Regions from separate parts of the Triticum aestivum genome. Here region 2 is linked to region 1. The links are chromatin contacts, called in public Hi-C maps. All regions are on one chromosome and are shown on one strand. The core of a region is the stretch at or near the end of the contact, and the rest is flanking DNA. Distances in the headings are between cores, read along the strand shown. Region 1 holds the start of LOC100049049 (folate synthesis bifunctional protein, mitochondrial). Region 2 holds the start of LOC123052073.

Region 1 (3,544 bases), core at 578-3,077:
AAAAGCGATGTTCAAGAAGGATGCTGCTTAATCATGCTCCATCATCATGGCATGGTGCAATCACGCTGAGAACAACATGCGCCTACTTTTAAGGAAAAGTCAGAGCAAACAGAGGTTCCATTCCATCCCCTGCAAAAGAAAAGAAAATGAATGAATTATTTAATTTCATGTGAAGTTTCCGCGTTATAAATAACTCGATAAACTTACTGCATCAAAATTAGTGCCTGTTCCTGAAGCATCTTTGGATCCCTTTGGCCCTCTTTCCAAGGAGAACAACAGGGAATTGGCTGTGGCCATGCTGGAACTGGTCAAAAAATGAAGGAGTGCTCAAGACTGAAGAGCGTACACACCGCGCACGCATGCGCGCGAGCGCCGGCAGTATCAGTAGGAGTATAATTGATTGCCAATCAGCAAAAGCGACCGCACGGACGGCAACGTTCCCGGCCGCATGGCATGGGAGCCACGACGCACAACACCACAAAAGAAGTGACCGCAACATCTTCCACTCACCTCTTCAACGTGTCATTGCGCATACATACACTTTCTCCCGCAAGGACACGCAAGAATATAAAACTTCTGAATCACACTCACTTTGCCCCCGATCTTTTTGTGGCATTGGTGCACTTTTGGTATGCGAATACAATGACTCACTCTTGTTTTCACTATTTCAACTTACCCAAAATTTTATATGTACGCAATAGATTTCATTTCGTTGGAAAGGCTAGAGCTCTCTATATCAATGAAAGATATATAAGCTTTGTGTATTCTTTTTATCTTTTGTGCAGAATCTTTGCCTATTCTCAAAAGGAAAAGAAGGCCAAAGCTATAGAAAGACACATCAAACATCTTCTTATTTCTTTTTTGATAAATGATATTTTCATCTAATCATTATATCAAACTAATACAACCGCTTGAACAATTTTCTTGGTTTCCTACAGGAGGCGATTAGAAGGCGGTGGTAATTCCCCTCCTTCAACCTCCGGCGCAACCATGGGTTCCCCTAGCCACCGTCGGCGATGTGACCACGGGAGGACGGGGGAACTCTGGATCTAAGTGTTCAGGCCTATGATGGAGGCAGGAATAGTTGTAGTTTTTTTTTCTCTAGTTGGCGGCGGCCAGACGACGGCGACGTCGACGGCTTGGAATAAATTCTCCCAACTCACTCCTCGTTCTGGTGGTGCTTTGTATTGTTGGGAGGCGTAAGTGATCCTTGTGGAGGCGACGCTCGACGGATGGCGGCGCTTCATCGTCGAGTAGGTCTTCCAGGCTCCGATCAACCTCGAATTCGTCCGGCGGAACGGAATCGACGGAGCTTTGGCGTAGATTTTTGCCGTCTCCTTGGAACGACGAGGTTAGGGCTTCTCGCGGAATTCTGGTGTCAAGTGCTTCGGATCGATTCAAAGGTTCACCGACGATAACTGCGGCTCCGGGATGCTGGTCTCTCAAGGCACATGCATGACGACTTCTCGACTGTCATCGACAAGGCCAGTCAGGTTTCGATAGGGGAGCGACGACGATGGTGCGGCATCGGCTCGTCCCGCTATAGTAGTGGTCGTCTCGTGGTCTAGGGATCTTAATGTAGTTTTTATTATATTTAGGATGCTTTGTACTTTTTGTAAACCTTTATAATCGATTCAAGTCATTTTCGCAAAAAGAAAATGGACACAACGGGCCTGTGCAGAAATCTTGCCTCAGTCCCAGAACGACGCTGCAAAAAGTGACACTGCTCGTGAAGGGATAATTAGTTTTTGCCTTTTCCGAGGGGTTTCTGAGCGTGCGAAGTGCACTTCTTAAAGCCCCTTCCCCTCCTCCCTGATTCTAGCTTGCTGACAAATACACAATCCACTGGGGAAAAGAAGGACATGTCAGCACTGAGAAAAAAGAAAAGGTGATGATATACCTTTTCCGGAGCATAAGTTATTGGGCGTTGCAGCGGTGCTGCTGTGTTCCCAGAGCCTCTGCCTGCCTGCAGACGGGTGCTGCAGTGACCAACGCAGCAGCCACGACCACGGCCACGACCAAGATGAGGGGGAGGAGAGGAGGAGCTGCGGCCATTGGAGCGGCGCTGCTGTTCTTGGCCGCCGCCTCACTGGGAGCTCATGCCAACACCGACTCAAACGATGGTAAGCGAGTCGTATTATTACTTCTGGTAGCCATTTCTCTGTTCTTTTGGTTTGATTTTACTTCGGAAAACCAAGAAACAATGCATTTCTTAGCTTGACTGAGTAGCAACGGATGGGGAAAATCTGTGTTCTTGGTTCCTCCTTCCCCCCTTGCTTTGGTCGGTTCACTTCAGTGCAGATAGGCTGCTTTTGGTACCCATTTCCTGGATTCCTGAAATTTTAGGTTTAGATGAGAGCAGGAAACCATTATGCCGAGAGGCTGCGTTTGGGCTCAGGAGGGAAAGCTGGAGATTCATGGACCCAACGGTCTCATTCGACCCTTCCTTGCTTTATTCTTTTGGTCAATTTGGAGCTCTGCTTTGTTCATTGGCATCCCATAAACATTTCCCTTCGTTGGTGTGTCAGTTAACCAACCCAGGAAAAGATGTTTGTTTAGCTCTTCGTTTCTTCCTGCTGCTGCTCTTTGGTCCTTTCTTGGTGGAAATTTTAGGGCCCTTGCAGTTTGGGATGAACAAATAGCAGAGTTTTCATCCGCAAAAATAAGAAAGAAAGAAGAAGCAGAGTTTTCAGAAGTTATATCCTAAATTATAATATTTTCCTAGTGGTGATGCTAAATTTGTGGCAAGTTCTCGATTTCTTGGTTTTATCCACCTAGATGTCTGACTTCAACAGAGAGTTTCTGAAAACTTCAGTTCATTTGTTCTTTTATGCCTGGTTTTGTGCGAGGTTGCAGACAGCTGCTCGTCCAAAAATAAAATAAAATTTGTTTGTGTGATTGCCAACAAACCCAGCTCTTGGTCCTATTAATATTTCATTTGGTTCCAGAATCAAACTAGTTTTGATGGACATTTGGTTACAGAATAATGGGGATACCTTGTTAGACATGACTACTTATTTGCAAAGTCAACTTCGAAATCGTTGATGGTACAGACAAGTTAAGTACAGTATTATTTTCCAATTTGGAAGTAAGACAAGTTAAGTATGATTCTGAAACGTCCTATATAAAACTATCAATGTTTACAAAATCTTTAATGACCAATTCCAGCATGCAGGAATGAACAAAATCATGCATAATATCACTATCCTTCACACTATTACGACATTAGCAAGACAAGTTTGGTATTATTTGGAAACCGTACTATATATAAAATTAATAATTGTTTACAAAATCTTTAGCGGCCAATTCCAACACTCAGGAATGAACTGAATCATACATAACATCACTATCCTTCACACTATTACAACATTAGCGATGGAATGAGTAACCACATTTCCAATCCCATTAGACGAGTTAAGTATTGGTTCTCTGTGCAGAAGGAAATGTTGCTACATTTGAACTAAACAATAATTTCCTTTTGCTTTTTTTTTGTGTTGAAAAATACTTTCCTCGCGAAGACAAAAGTAAGAACAAAACATCGTTA
Region 2 (3,079 bases), core at 168-2,667, 200 kb before region 1:
TTTTTTCTGGACCACAAGGAACCCTATATCCTTCGGGAGGAGGCCAGAAGATCTACGGGAGAGCCATGAGCTCACACGGCGCCTCTAGAGGGCGCGCCATGATAACCCACAAGTATAGGAGATCGTTTGTAGACTTTTTTTTATAAATAAGAGTATCGAACCCAACGAGGAGCTAAAGGTAGAACAAATATTTCCTCAAGTTCTATCGACCATCGATACAACTCTACGCACACTTAATGTTTGCTTTACCTAGAACAAGAATAAAAGTAGAAATACTTTGCGAGAATAAAACTACGAATAAATTGCAAGATAATAAATTTAGTAGTTTAGTAGAAAGCTTTTGTCACACAAGAAAGTTATTTGTCCCTAGTTGATCGATAACTAAACCGGTAATCATCATTTCAATTTTTATATCGGGGAGATGCATGAGCAAACATACTTTCCGTACTTGGATCATATGCACTTATGATTGGAAATCTAGCAAGCATCCGCAACTACAAAGATCATTAAGGTAAAACCCAACCATACCATTAAGTATCAAGTCCTCTTTATCCCATACGCAACAACCCCCTTACTCGAGTCTGTGCTTCTGTCACTCACGCCACCCATCATAAGTGAATCATGAACGTATTGCAACACCCTACAGTGGGGATCCCTCAAGTTTGCGCGACACGGAGGGCACCATAAGACAACACCAAAATGAAATATACAACCTCAAACCAATCATGAACATCAATCAACCCATAGGACAAAACAGATCTACTCAAATATCATAGGATAACCGCATATCATTGGATAATAATATATAGTGTTAACACCATGTATAAGTAGAGAATTGCAGCGGGAATAGAGAGGTTACACCCCATGCGAGGGCTAGTTCCTTCATCATGTCCTCTAGCTTTCCCTTCCCCTTGCTGCTGCTGCCCGACGCCGCGGATTTGCCTGAAGTTGCCATGGATCCCTCGCACCAGATCGGAAACCCTACCTCTGCCGATCTCCTAGACTCCCACCAAGGCCGGGTAGCAACCTGAGGTTTCCCCAAGTTCAGCCCGAGAGGAAGACCGGGGTTACAACGGAGGAGGTAACGGAGATCTCTACGTCATCGACGACGACGAGAGGAGATAAAACCCTAACGAGAGGGGAGTTTTGCTCCTTTGGCTTACAACCTCAATCAAGTGTTGGAAGCAGTCACTACGATTCAGTCCAACAGTAGTGGACAGGCCAATGGAAGTGTTGGCCTACTTCTACAATATCGTATAACCCCTTGAGGGAAGAAAAGAAACGTAGGAATGGCCGAGCGCTAATGGGCCTGGGCCGTCCAGAGGAAACGATCAGAGTTGGGGGCCGATTTCCAACCTAACCATTTTCTGGCTGTTGGGTTCGATCCGTTTGGAAGTAGTAATTACTCTTTTTCTAAGACCATCTTTTATTTTCCTCACCTCCCTCTCCCTCCGTGCCAAGCGGTCAGCGGCGTCCCTCTTCCTCCCGAGCGACACGGCGACACGCTCTGCCCGGTCCGCCGCAAGTTGGACTCCTCCGCCGCCGCAACGCCCACCTCTCTCCGACGCACCGCATCAGATTGAGGTAGGCCTCGCCTTCCTCGGTTTCTCCGTCGGCCGTCGCCCTCCTTTCCCTCTGCCCACCATCCCAGGCGGGTGGATGCGCGCGCGTCCACTGCCCCTGCCCAACCTAGGGTTAAGACTTAAGAGTAGCCTGTTATTGCGTATATATTGCGTATTGACTCTGTTATTTCGTCCTCTCATTATCTCATGTATTATCTACCGACCCAATTTGCCTTAGCAGCTAACTAGGGTTGAGTATATTGCGTATTGGCTCCTCCAGCTCTCGCATTACAATTGGTTATTAAATTGGAGTGCCCTGCTTGGCATCATTGGGAGTTGGCAGGGTGGCACCCAGCAAGTAGAAGCAAGTTATTTGAAACAAAAAAGGTCTGAAGAAAATGATTGTGCTACATTGGTGGCAGTAGTATCACATGCTTAGTTAACAGATTGATGACCTAGAGGCTAGAGCTAGGGAAGAGCAAGCCTCAGATCTGATTGAGCTGCTAGTTATTTCTCCTTTCCTGTATCTGATTGATGACCGAGAGGGCAGAGCACCGTATTTCTTTAGGATAGGACTACTCAAATTGTCGGCCCATTTACTTATCGGACGAATTTTGAGTTTAGCGTACCGCTCAAACCCCAAGTCTCACATCAAGTCTGCCTCTGGATGACTGCTTCAATTTGGGGATTTCTTCATCAACCTTGATGCTGATTTTGCTGCAGTACTAATTATGTCCTGTCTGCACCTTGCATTGCATCTGTCATATCAGCCACACCTGAAACTGCATCTTGATCACATGTCCCGGGCTCGCCCACAGCTGCAACAAACATCCTCAAACACTTGCATATATTATCTCCTGCCAAATTATTCTGCTTTTTATGAGCTGAAATCACTGTATCAGGAGTGAATATTGGATCCATCTCCTATGCTCATTTCAATGTGCTTTACTGTAAGAGCTCAGAGAATGAGCATAGGGGATGGATCGGATATTGGATATTGGGTCCATCTTAAGTAGTTGTTAGAGCACGTGTCCAGATTGCAAATGTTGTACAGTATATCACATTCAATTGCCATGTATTGAGATGTCAAGTTGTCTTATGGAAAAAGTACTTTCTGACAACAAAGTCACAGGATTACTAATTTAGAAACTGCCGGCCATGCCAAGTTAACACCATTTGTGTTTGGACGGTAGTTTGAGACAGTAAGAGCTCAACTACCAATTCATTTTTTGAGTGAAATTACCAATTGGTTGACCCAGTTGAGTCATACCATTTCTCTTTGAAGGGTTCTTTATTGTTTTTCCTATACCAATTCTTGTTTTTTCGAAAAACTCTGTTCAAACTTTTAGCCTTCTTGGTTCGAAAAATTGTACCTAATGTTGGATCTAAATATAAATAGGGCCAGCCGAGCTCTCAGCCATGTCTGGACGTGAGGTTCGTGAGTACACTAACCTCAGCGACCCTAAAGGTTAGTGATTTCATCATTCTCAAGTCCCAGTGTGGACAAGTGGTTCTTC

Evidence for each region. Hi-C and Micro-C count contacts between places; a contact is called where the count stands out from the background.
Region 2: a Hi-C map of leaf shows a contact between it and region 1, with 5 times the contacts expected there. The contact joins the promoter of LOC123052073 here to the promoter of LOC100049049 in region 1. A contact is called at or near these places in 2 of 5 Hi-C or Micro-C datasets (both in leaf).

Annotation. Positions count from the first base shown.
Region 1 is chr2D:120,196,490-120,200,033 of IWGSC CS RefSeq v2.1, reverse strand. It overlaps LOC100049049 (folate synthesis bifunctional protein, mitochondrial), which reads left to right and starts at 1,827. Exons shown (of 17, transcript XM_044475138.1): 1 at 1,827-2,123. The coding sequence starts at 1,892.
Region 2 is chr2D:120,398,384-120,401,462 of IWGSC CS RefSeq v2.1, reverse strand. LOC123052073 reads left to right here and starts at 1,417. Exons shown (of 7, transcript XM_044475143.1): 1 at 1,417-1,584; 2 at 2,962-3,030. The coding sequence starts at 2,982.